2 separate regions of the Mus musculus genome follow, and region 2 is linked to region 1. Evidence: chromatin contacts called from public HiChIP or PLAC-seq data. All regions are on one chromosome and are shown on one strand. Each heading gives the region's core, a stretch centred on a gene start, on an enhancer-like site or on the middle of the called end of the contact. The rest is flanking DNA. Distances are from core to core; before and after follow the strand shown.

Region 1 (4,879 bases), core at 2,202-4,701:
GCAATGAAGAACAGCTACTGGCCCTGCTGGAGGAGGTGGAGCTGGACGAGCGGCTGGTGCAAGTGCTGCGAAAGCAGGCTGGGCTGCTGCTGGAAGGTGCGTCGGCTTCCCCGCACAGCCCTGCGGGTTAGGTATGAGGCCTTGACGCCTGGCCTCAAAGTACTACTCTGTGGTCTAAAGATGCTATGACTGGTCAACCACCACATTGTAAACCCCGCCCCATATCCTGGCCCCTCCCATGGCCTAGCCCTATTGGCTCTTTGCTAAGTGTTCTCCCCCTATTGACTAGAGCAGGTGCACCTCATCCTCCCTCACTAAACCCTGTTGCCTAGGGACCCCTCTTTTCTTCCGCGCCTCCACTTGCATTTGGAGCGCAGGGATAGTGCAGATGAACTCACCCTGTCTCTGTAGGAGGCCCTTTCAGCGGCTTTGGAGAAGTGATTTTCCGGGAGAGCGTACCCATGCACACCTGTGCCCGATACTTGTTCACTGCGCTGCTGCCCCACGACCCAGATCTGGCCTTCCGCCTGGCGCTCCGAGCCATGAGGTAAGGGTGGGAGAAGGAGTAAGCGGCTAGGAGTCCCACCTCCAAGCCGGGCCTCAGTCTAGTGAGTGAGGCCTCCCGCGGCTCATGAAGAAGGGTGTCATGAAGAAGGGTGTGTGTGTTACCGTTAAATGGAAATGTATAATACAGTAAACTTGAGAATGATTAACAGCTAGGGACCCCAAACAAGCTCAAAGTGTAGGCTTTTTCTCAGCCTACCTGAAGCTCAGTGGAGACTTTTGAGTAGCTGGTTTCATGCACTGAGGGTATGACTCAGCAGTATTACAGTTGCCTGGATGTCGGGGTCAGTGCCCAGCAGTGGCCATATGACACAGGTGTTTTTTCAGCAGTTATAGTTCTACTCATGTTTAAAATACATAGAGGTTAGTGGCAGCATTAAATCATTCAGCGACTGCGGCTGCCCTAAACAGACCAGATAGTGCTGGTGGTTGCAAAAGCAGAGCCGGGTGCTGACAGGACTCATGCAGATGGTGCTGCAGGGCGTAGGGAGAAGAGAACAGAAAGAGGAAGGACTTGGACAGAACGCTGCTGCAACTTCACATGAGGGCTTTGAGGGGACCTGGCAGGCAATTTTAAAACTAGTGGAGGGAGCAGAAGGGCTGTGTGGAGCTCCAGGCACTGGCCTGACCTGGCCTGGCCTGGCCTGCAGAACCTGGTTGGCTCCCCGAGAACACACTGGTTCCCAGAGCACTGCAGGAGTGAGGGTGTCCTTTTCCCTTTTATGGTAGGGTCTGTGAAGGAAATGTGGCTTCTGAGCTCTCCGTGGGCCTGTGGGTAGAGCCAGCTAGAGGAAGGGGCTAACACAGGGAGTGTATCTACTACCTACACACAACTCCTCCCACTCACAAACCAGCTGATTCCCAGGGCGTCTGAATGTCTGGTCTTCTCTGATGAGGGTTGTTTGAAGCAGAATGTCATGTAGCTTAGGCTGGCCACAAACTCTCTATATAGCCAAGGCTGACCTTGAACTCACGATTCTTCTGCCTGCACCTGGTATTGTAAACATGCAGCACCACGCTGCTAAATACATTTTCTTGCTCTGTCTTTTGTTTGTCTTTGTTTTTTTTTTGAGACAGGGTTTTCTCTGCATAGCCCTGGCTGTCCTGGAACTCACTTTGTAGACCAGGCAGGCCTCCAACTCAGAAATCCGCCTGCCTCTGCCTCCCAAGTGCTGGGATTAAAGGTGTGCGCCACCACTGCCCAGCCTTAAATACATTTTCTTGTCTTGTTTGTTTGTTGTTTTTTTGAGACCCAGTTTCTGTGTGTAGCCCTGGCTGACCTGGAACTTGCTCTGTAGACCAGGCTGCCCTTGAACTCTGAGACTCACCTGACTTTGCCTCCTAAGTGCTGGGATTAAAGGTGTGTGCCACCACTGCTAGGCTGAAATGCATTTTCTTAATAGTTGGGTGGGATGACACAGGTCTGTAATCCCAGCACATTGAGTCTAAGATCTCAAGTTTCAGAGCAGGTTGAGCTGAGTAACAAGACTGGATCTCAGAACTAGATAGGTGAGACATGATGAGAAAGAAAGAATGGTAGTGGGGAAACATGGGTAATTAGAGTCGGACGGTGACAGAGACATGGATGTGTATTTGACACCTATGATCTAGCTTTTCCAACTCTCACCCTACTCCATAGCAGAAACTCTAATAGTTAGCATCCCGTCTCCCCCTTTGAGAATGTCCCCATTGTTTTCCCTTTCTCTTTTTCAAGGTGACAGACTGTGCAGACTGGCCTGAGACTCTTTTTTTTTTTTCAAAGATTTATTTATTTATTATATGTAAGTACACTGTAGCTGTCTTCAGACACTCCAGAAGAGGGCGTCAGATCTTGTTACAGATGGTTGTGAACCACCATGTGGTTGCTGGGATTTGAACTCTGGACCTTCGGAAGAACAGTCGGGTGCTCTTACACACTGAGCCATCTCACCAGCCCGAGACTCTTTTTTTAAAGTAGTTTTTTTTTTCTTTTTCTTTTCTTAAAAGATTTATTTATTATTATACATAAGTACACTGTAGCTGACTTCAGACGCACCAGAAGAGGGCGTCAGATCTCATTACAGGTGGTTGTGAGCCACCATGTGATTGCTGGGATTTGAACTCAGGACCTTTGGAAGAGCAGTCAGTGCTCTAACCCACTGAGCCATCTCACCAGCCCAGTAGTTTCTTTTTTTAAGTAATTTATTTATTTTTACTTTATATGCATTGGTGTCTTGCCTGCATGTCTGTGTGAGGGTGTCAGAGGCTCTGAAGCTGGAGTTAGGCAGTTGTGAGCTGCCATGTGGGTGCTGGGAATTGAACCCAGGTTCTCTGGAAGAGCAGCAAGGACTTGAACTGCTGAGCCATCTCACAACCTTGTAGCCTTAGCCTCTGCAGTGCTGGTGGGGCAGGTGTGGGCCACCAGACCTGGCTTGTCATCTGCTCCAGCTCCTATTCATGACTGAAGAGCTGTGGTGTTTCTCCCTGTGCCTGTCTGATCCTAGTGAATGTTCCCACCATATAGTTGCACCTGCTGATATTTTATTCTTCCTATGCCTGAATAGTACTCCTTTGTATGTGGGTGTTACGTTTTCTGTAGCTGTTCATCATGTGTTCACACATGTGTTCACATGTGTTGACCGCCCCATTGTGGCCATTGTGAATTGTGGTACAGTATGCAGCAGGCACCCTCTTTAATATACTGATTTACTATGGACATGTGCCCAGCAGTGAGTTTGTTGGGTTGATCATATACGTGCGTGTGTGTGTGTGTGTGTGTGTGTGCGTGTGTGTGTGTGTGTGCGTGTGTGTATGGGGGTTGTTTCTGTTTGTAGTCGCCAAGGAACTTCAGAACTTCTGCTTTCTGTGACAGTTACACTAACTCACATGGCAACCATGCATAAGCTTCTGTTCTCTGTTGTTTGTTTTTGGAGCAGTGGCTCAAGTGCAGGGTGCTGTGCTTTATTAGGCACTGCTGTAATGCTGAGCTCAGACACTGCAGCTCGACGAGTTCCCCTTCCTCCCTACCCTTATCAGGATGTGTATCTTCTCTGTATGGTAGTAGCCAGTCAAATTCCAGCTCTTCTTTTGATAAGGTGCTGGGGATGGAACCCAGGGCCTTTGTCGTGCTGGAATCTACAGACTGAGCCTTGCCCCTTCCCCATCACCTTCCCTGGGAGATTCTCATGGGGGCAGCAGGCAGCAGTGGCAGCTCACTCAGTGTTTTCTTCTCCCCTGCTCCAGGCTGCCTGTGCTGGAGACAACATTCCCCGCTGGAGAATCTCACCCCAACCCACTGGACTCCATCATGAGTAACCGCTTCCCCCGGTGGTTCATCCTTGGCCACCTGGAGACCCGCCAGTGTGAGCTGGCCTCCACCATGCTGACGGCTGCCAAAGGTGAGGGCAGTGACAGCTATCCTTCTAGGGTCCTGCTGTCCCCTGACTCCCTCTTTTTCCTGCTTCCATTTCCTACCCACACTCATCCTTCACTTCTTTGCTGTTTTCGCTTTTAATTTTCTTTCTTCTTTAGGTTTCATTTCTCTTTTTGTGAACGGGTGTTTACCTGAATGTCTGTCTGTGCATCATGGAGCCATGGAGGCATCAAATCTCTTGGGTAGAGTTCCAGACAGTTGTGAGCTTTAACGTGGGTTCTAGACATGGCTAGGATCACACTCCAGTCCTCTGCAAGTGCAGCAGTGCCCATAACCACTGAGCTGTCTCTCCAGCTTGCTTCTAAGAAAGACATGGTCTCACATGAGTCCCAAGCTTGCCTGCAGTACACCATGCAGCCCACACTGCCCTTGACTCACGATCTTACCCCTTGGCCTCATGTTCTGCCACACCTGCTCTACTCTTACCAACTGTCTCCTCTGTACTACGGCTTGCACATGCTCTGTGAGGACCCAGTGCTGCCAGGTGGCAGGTAACAAAACTATCCCAAATCCCATGTTCTATGAAGAAGATGTATAGTCAACTAGCCAGGGCCTGGATTAGTAGTAGAGACCCTGCTTAGCACGTGTAAAGCCCTGAGCTCCCCCAGTACCACAGGAACACACAGATGGCCTGGGGGATGATGGCTCATTTGGTAAAGCACTTGCCACACCAGCATGAGAGAGGACTGGGGTTCAGTCCCCTGATTCCATAAAACAATGGGTATAAGGGTAGGTGCCCTGCCTTTAATTCCAGCACTTGGGAGGCAGATGCAGAAGAAGGCATATTTCAGTGAGTTTGAGGTCATCCTGGTCTACATAGTAAATCCCAAGCTGGCCAGAGCTCTGAAGTAAAATAAAAAAGGCTGGTATGGTAGCATACACTTGTTGCCCCAGCACTGGGAA
Region 2 (5,372 bases), core at 1,457-3,956, 820 kb before region 1:
TCTCAAAGAGAGAAAGAAAGAAAGAGAGAGAGAGAGAGAGAGAGAGAGAGAGAGAGAGAGAGAGAGAAAACACAAGTGAATGGCTGAGTTTCAGGAGCAGGACTTTGGGGTGCAGCTCAAGAATAAAGCAAGTGGCTAGCATGCTCTAGGCTTGTATGTTCCAGTCTCAGCCCTGCAGGAAAAGGTGATGGACTAGTCCCATTTTCAAGTGAAATTTGATACTGCTTCAAACATTCAATTTTTTTATTTGAGAAAGTTTTCATAAGACCAGGTTACTCCTAAACTCCGAGATTCACTAGCTTCTGCCTCCTGAACGCTGTGATTAAAGGTGGATGCTGTCATGACCATATATCATTTAAAATTCTGATCTTACTCTAATTTGCTTCTCTGTTGCTGTGATAAAACACTAAGGGTTTGTTTTAGCTCATCATTGGGAAGTCCCAAGGTAGGAACTCCAGGAATATAACTGAAGAAGAAACCTCTGCATAAAGCTGCTTACTGGTTCCTTCCCCGACTCACATCCACCAACCTTTCTTATACAGACCAGCATCAATTATTATCAAGAAAATTTCCCACAGCCATGCCCACAGGCCAATCTGATTGAGATAATTTTTCAACTGAAGGCCCCTCTTCATAGGTGTATCAAATTAATAACAAAACTAATCTATATCTATCTACATATATATGTATATGATATAAAGAGCTCTTAGGAAAAAAGTTTTCAACTTCAAAAACACTCATGTTGCAACTCCAACGTCCCTACCTATCTACCCTCATTCTGACAAGGCATACCACTAAAATCTGCGATGGCTGGACTTCTTAACCCTGGGTCCTTGCTGAGGCATTTTCCCTGTTTAAGCCTCCAGGTTCCCGTCTGTTAAAGGAAAGTTACCAACACTCAACAGTTACAGGATTAAGTACTCAGTGAACATCAGACATGCCCATCATTTTCTCCACTCCAGAAATGGAACCAAAGACCTAAACCTTTAATTCATGTTCTCTCTCAGCAGAAAAAGTCTGGGAATCAAGAAGTAGTCCCTCCCTCTCTGGCCTTCACGAGGTGCAGACATCGGCACTGTTCCGTGAGCCCCGGAAGGAAAGAAGGATACATCCTGCACAATGCGCTGAGTAGCTGTGTTGGGCGACTGCGAGTCTTTGAGAAGCTGCAAGACCTGCTGCAGGCCCTGCTCGTCTGGCTGCCAGTCCATGGCGCAAGGCGAACTGCAGGGGTAGGAGCCTGGATCAGCGCTGGGTCGCTGGAGTTCTGTGTGAGACCCAAGTTGAGTCCCCGAGGCAGAGGCGGCTGCATGCAGACGCAAGCGCTCTCCGCCGAGAAGCGGAGGCCTCCAATCCGCGCCTGTCCAAGTGCGGGGTCCCCGCCAGCTAAGCCATCCTCGGCCACGCAGTCGCGGGCTCGGGAGTGCGAGTGGGGGGAATATAAAAGCGGGCCATCAGGACCAGCGGCGGGGGCGCGACGGATCCACATCGAGCCTAACGAGGAACCCTCTTTCCAAAGCGATCCACGCCACCGCCGCCCCCGGTTACGGGCCTCACGGCTTCCGCCTCCCTCCAGGGCGAGGGGCCCCGCCCCAGCGGTCTTTCAGGTGAAGGCTCAGTCCACGAGGATTCCCTTCCCCAAAATCCAGCCTTCCAGCTCCACTAGATGCCAGCCGCCTCCTAGATTTCTGAGCTCCTCTAGGTCCCTAAGCGCCCAGATCTTGCTCATCCCTGCTCCCTCTTCTAAACCGGCTCTACAAGCTCAGTAGACGCCACATGGCCCCCTTTCTGACCTAGACGCGGCCCTGTGACCCTCCTTAACCAGAATACAAGCAATACCCGATAGGTTTCCAATGTCTCTTTGAATGAGAGCCAGTCAGAATCACCCAACCCACGACCAAAGCCCCCAATGCCCGCTGCCTGCCCCCAATCAGATCTGGCCAAGCTTCTCTAGCTCTTACCCTCCGCCCCAGTCAGCAGGAATTAATGCTGACGGACCTCTGGCAGCTCCCCCAATCAAATTCCCCTAAGCCCCCTCCCACCCCCTCACCCCCGATCACTTCACGTCGGAGACCCCATCCGTCCAATCCCTGCAGCTTCCCTTACAGAGTCCCGCACAAACACCCGCCCGGTGCGCTACCCTCAACGGATCCCACCACCGCCTCGCAGCCAGACTCAGCAAAGCCCTCTGGTCTCAAGTCTGACGCCCCTCCCTATTAGGACTAAACAACCTTCCCCTCTCAACTTTCAAGGCTGTCTCCCCCGAATCAGACCCAACCAAGCCCCGCCGAAACAGATCCCCACACACACCCGATCCACGCGACGTCCCCCGACGATTCCCCCAATCAGCGCCCCTCCAGCCCGACCCCAGCCGCCCCACTGGCCCGCATCTCGTGGCACCCGAACCTGCCCGGGCGCCGAGGCCCCACCCCTTGAGATCAGATCAGCTCCCCCTCCCCCGCCCGGCCCGTTCTGCCGGCCTCGAGAGCTGGCCCAACCCGGTACCCCGCCTCTCAGCCGGGCGCGACCCCGACGCCTGGGCGGCGCGCGGCGCAGGCCCAGAACCCAGGGAGGTTCGAGGCGAGCTGAAGCCAAGGGGCCCCGGCCGAGCGAGGCCCACCTACCAGGCCCCGGGAGGCAGCGGCGGCGCCTAAGTGCTGCAGCTTCTCCAGAGGCTCGCGCGGAAGGAGGGAGCCAGAGGCAGGGAATTAAAAAAAAAAAAAAAAAAAAAAAATTAAACGCGGCCGAAATGAACAATTTCGGCTTCCGTACGCCGTTCAAACTGGCCTACCAAAGCCAATCGGAGAGCGAAGCACTCACACGTGATCTGGCACAGAGTGGCCCTGGCCAAGTTGAGTCACGTGAGAGAATAAGTACCGCCTCTAGGCCTCTCTTGCCATTAGGTCCTCCCAGCGTCTCGTTTCCTTTTCCTTACTGCAGCTTTCTTCTTTCTTCTTTAACGTATATTGGTATTTTTGTCTGAACCATGTGCGCGCAGTGCCGTGGGGATCAGAAGATTGCATTGGATGCCTGTGAAGCTGGTGGTGGTGAGCCATGTGGATGCTGAAATCAAACCTGGGTCCTCTACGAGAGCCCACAGTACTCTTAACTGGCCCCAGCCCCACTGAGTTGCAGATTTTGCTGGAGCTAGAAATTTAGTAGTGCATGGGTGTTTTCGGTGTGTAATGGACCTAGGAATCCTTCAACTACAGCTAACCGTGTCCTTACTACAACTCCCTAAAATTTAAACTGTTCCGCAGTCCGGCGTGCCTCAGAACTGGATTGGGAGGGAGGGAGGGCAGGGATAGGGAATAAGGCAACAGTAGACCCCTCTGGTGCCAGGAAAGCTACATCACAAAACCCTTTGATCAAAAATAAGTTAAAATGAAGCCGGGCAGTGGCGGCGCACCCCTTTAACCCCAGCACTCCCTGATCTATGGAACTGGTTCCAGGACAGCCAAGGCTACACAGAGAAACTGGGGGAGGGGGTTAAAATGTAACTTTCTCTTTCGCTCCCCTAAACAGCACTACACCGACGTAAAGAGCAGGGCAGGCAGCTGGCGGTGCTGGATTTTACTAGAGCAACTGTCCTGTTATTGTTCAATGCTGTTTAAACACTTTTTACATGGGACTGAAAAATAACACGTGGCCATTTTTTGTTCTGTTTTTCGTGACAGGGTTTCTCTGTGTAGCTCTGGCTGTCCTGGAACTCAATCTGTAGTCCAGGCTGTCCTCGAACTGAGAATCCGCCAGCCTCTGCCTCCCAAGTGCTGGGATTCAAGGCATGCGCCACCGGATTTATGTTTGTTTTGCCTGCATTTATGTCTGCATCACGTTTCTGACGAGACAGTCAGGTGTTGAATCTCCTGGAACTAGAGCTACAAGACAGTTGTGAGCTGCCATATACGATTGCTGGCACTCAAAACCAGGGTCCTGTAGCAAAGCAACAAGTGCACTTAATCGCTGAGTCATCTTATTCAGCCCCTGGCAATAACTTCTAAAATAAAACAAGGCAGCTAAATTCGATCAGAAGACCTAATCCCTTAACCTACCTTAAAAGTGAGATGAGGATTGCCCAGAGCAATTTAGGCAAGAGCCAGGTCATGAATGCTTCTGCCGTTTGAATTCAGTAGTTTTTCCTTTTCAGCCGTACACCATTATAGAATTGGAGACCCTGGTGCTTTCTTCTACCCCCTTCCCGTCTCCATCCCCTCCTAGTCCTACCGCCGATAAGGGATTCACTCTTCAGCCGCACCTCTATCTCAGTGGATATAGCATAATTTGCTCCGTTAGAGATGATCCATCCAAATTATGCTTACCTGACCTTAAGCTTATTGAGCAATAATGATTCAAATCATAAATTATTTGAAAATGTAGCTCTAAGCACAGCTCCCCAGTTGACTGCAGGTTCGTTTTCTTCTCGCCCTGCTTAAACCAATATTTACTAAAGTAACCATGATTCGAATCCCAAAGTACTACCGAGGCCTTTGATAGGTTTTGCTGTGGTTTCTTTGTTTTGACCTTCAGGTGAGGGACAGGTCTATGGGAATGCCTCAACTTGAAAACAACTTAGCCCACTCCCCATTGGCACGATCAGTCCCAGCAACCTTCAGTCATGAAAAAGCAAGAATTGAAATATTGCAAGCCTCTGTTGAGAAAATCAAGGGAAACTTCCGCAACGGACTAGCGACTCAATATAAACAGAAACCCTTTAACGACACGTGTGGATAGCCACCCTACGCATGCGCAGAGCTTTCTCACACTACTTCTCACGCTCCGGTGAGGCTTGAAACTACAAATCCCAAGATGCCCTGTATCTAAATCTCAATTTGGGGCGGGGGGGGGGGGGGGTTCGAGACAGGGTTTCTCTGTGTAGCCCTGGCTGTCCTGGAACTCACTTTGTAGACCAGGCTGGCCTCGAACTCAGAAATCCGCCTGCCTCTGCCTCCCGAGTGCTGGGATTAAAGGCGTGCGCCACTACGCCCAGCTAAAACTCAAGTTTTTATTCGTGAAGATGGGCTGGTCCGGGTTCTTGCAAGTTGGCTGTTAAACTGGAGATTGGAGAGTCGGAAGGTTCACAGTAGTTTCTGTTTGGCTTTTTTCTTGGGGGGGGGCGTGGTTTATTGTTTTTTAATCAAGGGAGGGCTTTGACTCCAGGTAGAGGCTATGTAAGTTATGAAATGCAGACAATAATTTTTTTAAAAAGGTGTTTGAATTCAAATGCTTTGAGTGGCAACTTGCAGAGCTGATTCTCGCTATGTGGGCCTTAGGTGATGTGTTTGTAAAAAGATAAAGAGTAAGGAGATATGTTCTATGGAGGGGTAGTGAGGTATGGGAGAAGGGGATGTCTCAGTGGGCCCATGCTGAGGCATCCA

What was found. HiChIP or PLAC-seq counts read pairs in DNA pulled down with a chosen protein or histone mark.
Region 2: an H3K4me3 HiChIP or PLAC-seq map of bone marrow-derived macrophages shows a contact between it and region 1, with 4 times the contacts expected there. The contact joins the promoter of Tnpo2 here to the enhancer-like site in region 1. A contact is called at or near these places in 2 of 39 promoter capture datasets (liver and pre-B cells), 1 of 484 Hi-C or Micro-C datasets (the HL-1 cell line) and 4 of 115 datasets of contacts at active chromatin or transcription factors (bone marrow-derived dendritic cells, bone marrow-derived macrophages, pancreatic cancer cells and 1 more).

Annotation. Positions count from the first base shown.
Region 1 is chr8:84,218,888-84,223,766 of GRCm38.p6, reverse strand. Zswim4 (zinc finger SWIM-type containing 4) reads left to right here. Exons shown (of 14, transcript NM_172503.3): 9 at 1-96; 10 at 412-547; 11 at 3,787-3,941. Among named protein-coding and RNA genes, the nearest start is that of Mir3074-2, 12 kb to the right of the region's middle. Within about 2 kb of position 3,451, at least 45 of the 459 cell types and tissues checked have an H3K27ac peak or open chromatin away from gene starts, as enhancers often do. A contact at or near this core is called in bone marrow-derived macrophages, where this site is marked.
Region 2 is chr8:85,034,227-85,039,598 of GRCm38.p6, reverse strand. It overlaps Tnpo2 (transportin 2 (importin 3, karyopherin beta 2b)), which reads right to left and starts at 2,706. Exons shown (of 25, transcript NM_001364032.1): 1 at 2,622-2,706; 2 at 1,110-1,264. The coding sequence starts at 1,208.